Regions from separate parts of the Mus musculus genome. Here region 1 is linked to region 2. A link is a contact called in public HiChIP or PLAC-seq data. All regions are on one chromosome and are shown on one strand. Each heading gives the region's core, a stretch centred on a gene start, on an enhancer-like site or on the middle of the called end of the contact. The rest is flanking DNA. Distances are from core to core; before and after follow the strand shown.

Region 1 (5,072 bases), core at 355-2,854, 540 kb before region 2:
GTAGATCAGAATTTCAGGAACCACAAACATGGGGGCCCAGAAGCTGCTGTCCAAGCGAGGGTCTGCCATCCACACCTCCTTACTTTAGTGAGACTGAGGACAGGACTCTGTTCTAAACAGAGGGAGTGGTGTACGCACAGGAGAAGCAGGGAGGGGGGCCATCTCGAGGAGCTGTTCATCAGTGAGCAGAGAGGAACATGGGTCGGTCATGGGGGCTCCGTGGAGCTTCCAAAGAACACACACACCTTACCCTGCAACTACAGGAGACTCCGTGGGACTATACCACGGCAGGGCACTGGTAGACTGGTATTCTAAAAATCTTTGGCCGCTGAAGGTTAGGTTTGAGAGAAGCTAGTGGTCTGGTCCCTTTCTGTCACCATGTCCCTGGGATGAGCCTGGTAACAGGACAGTTTCAGAGCTCAGATACTGTCCCGCAGGATCCAAAGACGCAGGCCCATCTGCTAGGGTCCTTTGCTTAGGTTTTGCCTGAATGATGCAGCTACATCATTTAGTGACCTGTGACAGGGTCCCGCCCACGTGGGCTGCACGTCCAGACTCCACTAACCCCCCCCCCCTTTCTGGAAAGGCGCATGTCTGAGATCCTTCCCAGCCAGGTAGGTGGTCCAACATCCTGTGGTTACACATGACGTCATCATCCACCTCAGCCTGAAATTCAAGTCTAGGGGTTCCAGGGACTCAGTACCTGAAGATCCTCTTGGCCTCGGTCTCCTTCCCCTCCCCCACTGCTGCTGGGTTCTTCTCTCCATCTGCCTGAGTCCCAGCAGCCCAGGAGGCCCCTCCACAGGCCGCCTGCTGTTTTTGTGTGGAAATTGTTTTACCTCAGCAGCTCATTTCTCCCATTCCTTTCCAACCATAATGGAGTTGCCGGGCTGCCTGCCCTGGGCTGGCCCCCTCCCTCAGTCAGGCAGCTGAGGATGACTTCACCCCAGGGTTCGGAGGAGGATGACTGATGGACTTTCCAGGACCCGTGCCCAGCAGCCCGGGAGACTCTGGAAGAAAAGGAATTCTCCCCATGTCAACCCTCATCCCCTGGGCATCCCAGAAATACAAAAGCTAGAAGGGTCTTAGTCAGAGTTTGGACTCTCCCTGGGCAGTCTGGGTGGATTCCAGATATAACTGAGTTGGGGTGTTTACCTTGCCCCAAACGAAGCCTAGACAAGCCTTCTTCCATTATGGCTGGAAGTGGTGTCTGTGGGACTGACAGATGGGCCTTGGGAGGGAACCAGAGCTTGGGACAGGGACATAAGTGGCAGAGCAATGTGGAGGAGACCGAGCCCTGGGCTCCCCTGCAGGCGCCTCTCTGGATATCCATGTGTGTCTCTGGCTTCGAGCTGAGCTCCCCCTAGCACTTAGCAGCTGGTTATCCGTCTGCTGCTGCCCCCACCCTCCCCTCAGCCCTCCCCTCGTACCCACCGGGCCACCAGCCCAAAATAGAAAAAGGAAAGGAAGTTATTTCCACAAGTTAGCGGCAGACGGAAAAGCTCCCCTCCAGTGAGGGGGTGGAGGGATTCCTGGAGCTGGAGGCCAAATCAAAGCCAGGCCGAGCCCAGCATGGCCCCCACCACCTCCCCGCCGCCTGCTTTCTCCATGTGTCATTTCCCTGATTCAGCAGGACACGTGTCCTGCGGTTGCCACGCAGCAGGCTGCTGGGGAGTCCTGGAGCTCCTGGCCCAGCTCCAGGCTTCCTTCGGGCCTGGGCTTGGGATAGAGCCTGGGGTCAGGGCAGCCAGGCCCTTGGTCCTCTCCTGTCCTGGCTGCTTAGCACAGACACACCTTGTCTGGGAAGAGAGGCCCCATAGAACCCCTTGGGAACAAGACCCTAACTCTGGGCTCCATCTGTTCAAGCTGCAGCTCATGGGGATGTGTGTGTGTGAGTGTGTGTGTGAGTATGTGTGTGTGTGAGTGTATGTGTGCGTGAGTGTGTATGTGTATGTGTGTGTATGTGTATGTATATGTGTGTGTCTGTGAGTGTATATGTGTGTGTGAGTGTGTATGTGTGAGTATGTGAGTGTGTGAGAGTGTGTGTGTGTGTGAGTATGTGTGTATGTATATGTGTGAGTGTGTGTATGTATATGTGTGAGTGTGTGTGTGTGTGTGAAAGTGTGTGTGAGTGTCTTAGTACCTGGGCAGGAGAGCAGCAAGATCTAGAATTTATAACAAAGTACCAGGGGCTCCTCAATGTTCCCTCCCCTTTGCTGGCTATAGTTGAGCCAGAATGTGAACTCAGACCTGCTTATTGTCCAGGAATCTCAGGGAGCTCCCGCCTCAACAAACGAGGACAGAACGGGCTGTCGGCAGGCTACTTGTCTGCTGTTGGGGGTGTGTGGGGTGTGATCGCTATTATTTAACAGTCCAGCACTGTGCCAGCTAGGGACATAGCACAGAAATGTCTGACCCCACCCCCACCCCCCACCCCCCAGTCTGTAGGGGACATTCAGAAAGTCCGTATGTAAGTCTGCAATGTTGACTGGCTGCCTTCCTTCTTGGTCTGCTGTTTCCCTCGTTCAGCAGAATGCATGCCTGCACCTTTGTTCAGAAAGCGGTGTAGGCACTGGATACTCTGAGCAAGATCTCCATCTGCCCAAGGGCCTGGGATGGGCCAACAGAGCTATGGCTAAGCCTGACTATGCCCTGCTCTCCTTACCTCTCATCCCCCAGGATTGATGTCCCAGGCTCCGGACAACCTGCAAGCCAGAGACGCTACAGAAACTGGAACCCACCCCTGCTGGGCAGCCTCCCGGATGACTTCCTCCGAATCCTTCCCCAGCAGATGGACAGCATTCAGGTAAGAGGCTGCCCTCGAACCTCCACCCTACCTGCCTGCCTGTCCAGCATCTCTCCTGGGCTACATCTGTCATGGTCTGTACCAGCCAGTTTTACTTCCTGGTTTTCAAGCTCAGGCTGGGCTGCTTCTGTGGATTAGAATTTGTAAGGAAAGAAAGGCAAACCTACAGCCTCGCTTCCCGTCTGGCCTGGCTCTTTTGCTGCAACCATCACCTCAGGCTGGAGGGAGGGAAATGGGGTAGCTAATGGTGGGATTGCTGCTTTCCTTTCCATAGGCTCTTCTTTCAGAAGATGCCCCTGATATTGGGGCATGCAGCTGGCGTAGAGGGACATGTGAGACTGGGAGTCCATGCACAGGTGGCTGAGCTGTTTACAAATTGATTTTCAGGATGATTTAGGTTCCAAAAGAAGGAATGAGGTGACCCTAGGTTGGGAGGAAAAGTCCTTTTGATGTTCTTCCTGCTTCTGCTGCATGGGCAGTTCTGAGCTATCCAGTGAATTCTGGCTAGTGACTGGGTCCCGTTGGGAGGAGGGGACTACATGATGAGACAGGAGGATTTTGGGAAAGCACACCTGCGCATACAGCTGTACATGGATTTAAGTAGGTGATGTGTATGCTCACTCTTCCTCAGGGTCACCCCGGGGGCTCCAAGCCTATGAGTGGAGAGGGAGGCCCACCTCCGGCGCCAGGGCCCATGGCCTGTGACCAAGACAGCCGCTGGAAACAGTACCTGGAAGATGAGAGAATTGCCCTCTTCCTGCAGAATGAGGAATTCATGAAGGAGCTGCAGCGAAACCGGGACTTCCTCCTCGCCCTGGAGAGAGGTGGGCACCAAGCCTCACCACGCAGAAGAGAGTGACAAGGGCAGGAGCCTCGGGCCTCCCTCAGGAGGCGTCCTGCTGGATGTGGGCATGCCAGGCACTTTCTAACCTGCTTGAACTTGGGCCTCCCTGGGTCATTCAGGAGCTCCGGGTTTCAGTGCGGGTTGGGGACACCTGAGAACCCAGAGGAAGAGGGTGTGCTCACTGGGCCATTTCCCCTGCCCTGCATATCTGTTTGAGCTCAGCATTAATTAGTCTACGCTTGAGAGACAGGGAAAGAAATGCTGCCTTTCCTACCAACCTCTAGCTACAAGTCAAGGATACCATGTCTTGATCCCTGTGGACAAGGTGACTGGCTTTATGGGTGACAGAATGGGAGGGTCCTGAATGGAGGTTAGAGCAGGATATTTGCATGATCAATGGATGGGTCACCCTGCTCCCCAACCTGGCTGCTTTTCCTTTTGAGGTAAAGTTTGGAGACAGGGCTGAGGAGGTGGGCTTGTCACAGAGGGAAGGAGGGAGAGGGGAGGGAAGGGAGGGAGTCTGAGGTGTTGGGGAAGAAGGAAGCAAATTGTACTGCTGGCTTGCTGGGCTGGAGGAAGCAGGCCTACAGGCAGGAAAAAAAAATGGTGTGACTAGAGCCAGGCAGTGGTGGTGGTGGTGGTGGTGCACACCTTTAAACCCAGCACTCAGGAGGTAGAGGCAGGTGGATCTCTTGAGTTCGAGGCCAGCCTGGACTACAGATAGAGTTTCAGGACAGCCAGGGCTACACAGAGAAACCCTATGTCAAAAAGCAGAACAAAACAAAACAAAACAAAAAGAGGGGGGGCTTGGCTTGGCTGAACATGTAGCTGATACCTGCAAGCCCAGCGTTAAGGACACAAAGGAAGGAGAACCATGAGTTCCAAGAGAGCCTGGGCTCCATATTAAGACCCTAAGACAATACAATCAAATAGGTTTGGGGTCTCAGAAAGCTGCTAATTCTGACATTCCAACATTGCAAATGCTTAGTAGGTAGTTGTTTCTATTATCACAAGTTCTTCAAGAGCTGGTAGGTGTGTGTGTGTGTGTGTGTGTGTGTGTGTGTGTGTGTGTGTGTGTATGTATACTTGTGTGCTTCGGGGGATTCAGTCTCCTGCGGCCTTCAGTGTGCCCCCGGGCACCCTGGAGCTCACTTCCCTGACAGAATCTGTCTCCTTCTCCAGACCGATTGAAATATGAATCCCAGAAATCCAAATCCAACAATGCGGCGGTTGGAAATGACGGTGGCTTTCCCTCCTCTGTCCCCGGTAAGCTTGCTGTCCCGAGAGAGGGCCTGCGGGGCTCACTGGGCCCACGCCCCAACTTTATCTTCAATATTGAGAACTTAGCGGTAGAATGAGGAAACAGACCAAGGGTGGGACCCGAGGCCCTTCAGCAAGCAAGAAGGGATAGATAGATCTCCT
Region 2 (5,035 bases), core at 578-3,077:
AACTTGGAAAATGCTGGTGTCTCCACTCTGGCCGCCTCAGTTTCCTCTCCTCCTCTTCCCTTTCTTAAGGCTTTGTTTTATTCCGAAGGAAAACGGACACTAAGATATTCATTCACCTCCCAAAGAGGGGACTTCAGAGTTTGGGAGTGTGCAGAAGGCATACATTCAAATTTTTAAATTAAAAAAAAAAAAAAAACTATGTGGAAAGTGGGTGAACTGAATGTCATTTTAAACAAGAGAACAAGAAGCGACAGGAAAATGACTTCAAGCGGGAGAGATGGGCGTCTCTGAATCCAGAGTTCGGCCCTAATTAACAATAACCTTTGGGGTTATGGGGGGGGGGAGCGACGTTCCAACCAGCCACGCGCCTGAGCCCCATTCTAAATCCGCTTAGCTACTTCCGAAGACACCTCCAAAAATAAAACTAAAACTTTGTTCTAAAATAAAGGCAAAATCGAGAAGGGAATGCGTTACCTGGAGCGTTTCGTTGTGGGATCTCTCATGACCATACATTCTCTAATTTCTCCAAATTTGCTAAAATAGTCTCTAAGGCTATCTGTAGAGAGAGAGGGAGAGAGAGAGAGATGGGGGGGTGGGAGAAGGTGTGGAGGGGGGAGCAATGCAATTTTTTGATCAAGGACAAAAAGCAAAAGTAGTTTTCTGTTGTTATTCTGTTTTGTTTTTGCAATATTTTTGCACACGAGGGGGAAATTCAGCAACAGAGGTCGCGTAGAGGGCTCGGAAAGGATTTGCTATTTAAAAAAATAACCTTGCACAGGAGAAGTGGGGAGCCAATGGCGGGGTGGGGGGGCTCTTACACTGGGATAACAAAGAGCAATAAAGAAGCCAAGAAGGGGGGGACCCAGGCGTCCCCCCCTCCCTCCCTTACCTGGTGAGGTCTGCCAGCTCAGTCCACCGATAAACATTTTACTAGAGGGAGAAAACATAACCGAAGTGAGCACCGATGTCAGATCGGCCATTTTGACGTGTAACTTACAAAAGCTAAAAGGAAAGCTGGGGGGGAGCGGGCGAGCGCGAGCCTGGAGGTGGGCTGGGGGAGAAGGTGGCGGCCCCACGCCACCCCAAGGTGCGCGAGTGCCCCAAGGGTGCGCGCGGGGGCGCGGGGGGCGCGCGAATGCCCCGCTCCGCACCGTCGCCCGCACAGCCCCGAACGAGCCCGCGGCGGCGCGGTGGGCAGCGGCTGGAAACTTACCCGGGGTCGTGCTGGGAGTCGTTGGCGCTGCCCGAGGTGCCTGGGCTCCCATTTGCCTCCATAGCGGAGCCCCCCCGCCCCCCCACCCCCGACACACCGAGCCCCACAGCGAAGCGGAGCGCAGCGGCGGCCGGCTCCGAGCCCCAGATCTCCGTCCCTCCTCCCCCGCCTCCTCCCCCCGCCCGGCGGCTGCGAAGCTCCGCGAGCGCCGAGCCGGGCCAGCGGCGAGAGCCCGTCACACGTGGGCTCGGCTCAGCTCAGCCCCGCCGCCTCGCACACCCCCCGTCCCCGCCCCCCCGGCCCATCCCCACCTCTCCCCCTCCTCCTCCCCACCCCCATCTCCTCCTCCTCCTCCCCCTCCTCCCCGCGCACGTGGGGCGGAGTTCTAGAACGTCGTGTAACCAATGCGGTGACGTCACGCACCCCGTTCGGTCCCCCGCCTGTCCGCGCGCGCACACGCTCGGCCCCCCGCGGCAGCGGGACCCATCAGGGGCGGCGCGCGAGCCCCGCGACTCGAGTGGGGGGGTTGGCCACGCCAAGCAGGCGGGGAGACGGGAAGCGCACCCCGAGTCGGCTCAGATCACATGGGCTGGGTGTGGGGGAGGGGGAGGCGCGGGGAGCTCGGCCCGGGCTGTTCGCTGGGCCGGGAGGCGGCAGCGCCCCCGGGCCCCCCTAGTTCGGACTATTCATTCAAGTTCCTGGGGCCCTGCGCCCGATTCGGAGGTGGCACCCGCCGCCCTCCCTGCCTCTGTGCCCCCGTTTCCAGCCACCGCGCGGAAATTTAGGTCAAGGACGCCGGGAGCACACCCACACCCTGCGCTCCCAGGGCAGTCCTCGAGAACCCCGGGATCTGGGGGGCTTGCGGATGGAGGAGACCCTCCTGCACGAACACCAGCCACAAGTTTTATTTTCCCTTCGCGCGGCAAGTTCTCTGGCTCCCGCTCCACACTGGCACGTCCTGCACGGCTCCCCGCCCTTCCCCGCCAGAGGTACGGAGCCGTGCCCGCGAAGGTTATTTCGGAACTTTGAGAAACTGACGCGATAGATAACAGGGGGCGAGGAAGCAACCAGACAGGGCTTGCGCCTTACTCAGACCGCGATTTGAAAATATAATAAAGTGGGCTTGTAGGGGTCAAGGTCAAATGATTGGGGTTCAAAGCAAATGTTCATGGAGATTGAGTAGCAGTTTGGGAGTATCCCGAGGGTGGTTAAGATAGGTGCTTATTTCAGAAAATCCCTCGACCATTCATCCGTTATCTAATTTATTTATGTTTAAAGTTACTAGGGCTTCCTCTGTAAAGAGTGTAAGCGCCAGGAGTGAAATGGCTCTCTATCTCCCAAGACCTGCGGTAGGTCTTGGAGATAACAAAGCACCTTACCCCTAGTTTTTGGAACTAGGAGCCTCACAGATTCTGACACTTAGTAGGTGTTTGGTAAAAGTTCCCTTTCTCCCCTGGCAAAGTGTAAACTCCAAAGGATTGGTGACTGTAGCTTCCCGGGGGAATCGCACACTTCGTATTCCAGGCTGGCCAGATTCAGGCTGTATTCAATTTATGGAGTATTTAAAACAGTACGGATACAATTATCCTTATTGTTTTAAATTATTACAATAAACCAAGTTAATATGGCATGAGGGGCAACATAAAGTTGTGGTTCATCAAATCCCTGGGTTAATGTTAAGCATGCATTGATGCACAATTAACACTTTCCCATTAATTTTCATAGGATTAGGAGACAATGGAATTCACTCATCACCAAAACTATGCCGTGTCCATTGTGGGTTTGGAGACATTTGGAAAAATCTCAACACAGCCAAAGCTTTTGAGTGGTCAGACTGTCAATCTCTCTGTCCCCTAAACTGGGGTAGTGCCTCTCTGACAGCATGGATGGGCGGAGCATTTGTAGTGAACAATGTAACAATGTCAAAGTCCCTTTTTAAAATTGTGTACTTACATGGACTGTGTTTATTATAAATTGTGAATATGATTTTTAGAAGGCACTTCATAAGACTTCAGACCACAAACCCTGCTGTTTCCCAACACTCCAAACAAACTGATTTTTGAATCATCTGGGTTCCCATGTGTTAAAGAGCTGCATGTTTTTATGATGGTAATTGTTTTTTTGCGATTATTCTCAATCACAAAGTACAGGCAACACAGCTAATTGGATTATATTTTGGATTTTTACCGCAGAACCACAGATCATCAGAGCTAGAAAGGCCTTTCTTTACCCGGCTCCTTCCTTGAATATGGGAGTCCCAAAGGTGCCAGGCTGTCAGGCCGCCTTCCCACCCCAACCAGTTAATACCTAAAAGGGGCTCTGGCCATGGTTCAGTGCCCTTTGACTCTGTAGTGTGCTGTTTGTTGTTCCTCGATAGGCAGAAGTCAGTGGCTACCTTCCTGATGGAGACTTGAACAAACTGTTAAGTGGTGAGCTGGGAGGAGACCTGATGGGGCGGGGCCCCGAGCACTGCAGTGTCCAAGCCAGAGACTGATAAAGGACTAAAGGAGAAGGCTACTACGTCACTGCACTGTTTTTCTTAAGGTTGGTATTGTTGGAGTTGGAGTCTTGCAATGCAAGAACCCAGACAGGCCTTGAACTGGAGAGAGCATCCTGACACTGGCCACACCACCACCACCACCAAGTTTTATTTTTCCTTCGCAGATTGTGTTGTTTTGTTGAGATGGTGTCTCATGCGGCCCAGGCTGATGGTGAACTCCATAGATTGCGGAGGATCACGGCCTTGAACTTCTGACATTCTTGCCTCTGCTGTTGCAATTGTAGCTTGGGGCCACCGTGCCAGGTTTGCAGTGCTGGAGATCAACCCCTAGGCTCCCAGTGTCGCAGGGAAGCTTCCACCAACTGAGCCACACACCCAGCCTTCAGGAGGTTGTTTTGCTTGTCCCATCTCACTGCACTCACCACATACCTAGGTGGCAACACTCTGCTACAGGCCTTCTTCCCCTGCTCCCTGGTTCTGAGATTTGACCGATGTACAGATTGTAGGGTGACCATCAAGATAAACATGTGGGACAGTTTCATTGTCCAAAGCAAACACACACACACACACACACAAAAAAAAACCCTCCCCCTACCGCCCTTTGCACTAGGATTAGTAAGGGTTGATGATTCAGTGTTTCTTCTCCAGCTCGCTCAGCTCACTCGCTCGCTCAGGGTACCAGTGGTGGTGCTGTATAACTCACACTGCCTTGAGGACTCGCCCCCACCCCCACCCCATTCTGCTCTTGCCCACGCTCTCCTGGGCTCTCTGGCCCCTGGCCACTTTTCCTTTTCTATCTCTGGGTCCTCCCTTCGTCTCTACTTTTCCTTTAAACATTGGTGTGCTTCCTCTGCCTGATGCTCTCCTCCAGCTACCCCCTCTCTGGATGACCTTCCTAGCAGGATGAGTTTAAATACCACCCACATGCTGATGCTGCTCCAAATCTCCTCCGGCCCTGACCTTGCCCGAGTTCCAGGCTCTGCACAGTATCCTTTCTCTATACATCTCTGTTTACATTTCCTAGAGGTATTCCGGATGTGGACGCAACACTGCCAAAGCCACACACATACTATTCTCCCCTACATTTGAACCTCTTTTTGGAATCTTCATCAGTGAAGAGCCTTAGCCAGCCTGGAGGCAATGTGGCTGAACTCTGCCCTTACCGTGTGCAACTCTGTAGAATCCACCTTGAAAATTTTGCTCAAAACTGTCTTATTATTATTTCTCAATTTAAATTTATTACATTTTAAAAGTTTTATTTCCATGGTATGTGTGTGCATGTGTGATCATAGGACAGCTTTCAGGAATCTGTTCTCGCTTTC

What was found. HiChIP or PLAC-seq counts read pairs in DNA pulled down with a chosen protein or histone mark.
Region 1: a FOXA1 HiChIP or PLAC-seq map of pancreatic cancer cells shows a contact between it and region 2. The contact joins the enhancer-like site here to the promoter of C030037D09Rik in region 2. A contact is called at or near these places in 8 of 39 promoter capture datasets (the C10 cell line, cranial neural crest, frontonasal cranial neural crest and 4 more), 9 of 115 datasets of contacts at active chromatin or transcription factors (bone marrow-derived macrophages, effector CD8 T cells, embryonic basal ganglia and 6 more) and 1 of 9 other capture datasets (embryonic stem cells).

Annotation. Positions count from the first base shown.
Region 1 is chr11:88,179,802-88,184,873 of GRCm38.p6, forward strand. It overlaps Cuedc1 (CUE domain containing 1), which reads left to right. Exons shown (of 11, transcript NM_198013.3): 4 at 2,680-2,806; 5 at 3,438-3,630; 6 at 4,833-4,916. Among named protein-coding and RNA genes, the nearest start is that of Mrps23, 22 kb to the right of the region's middle. Within about 2 kb of position 1,605, at least 182 of the 459 cell types and tissues checked have an H3K27ac peak or open chromatin away from gene starts, as enhancers often do. A contact at or near this core is called in bone marrow-derived macrophages and pancreatic cancer cells, where this site is marked.
Region 2 is chr11:88,716,816-88,721,850 of GRCm38.p6, forward strand. C030037D09Rik (RIKEN cDNA C030037D09 gene) reads left to right here and starts at 1,828. Exons shown (of 4, transcript NR_038058.1): 1 at 1,828-2,202; 2 at 3,591-3,757. It overlaps Msi2 (musashi RNA-binding protein 2), which reads right to left and starts at 1,414. Exons shown (of 14, transcript NM_054043.3): 1 at 1,214-1,414; 2 at 890-930; 3 at 475-556. The coding sequence starts at 1,275.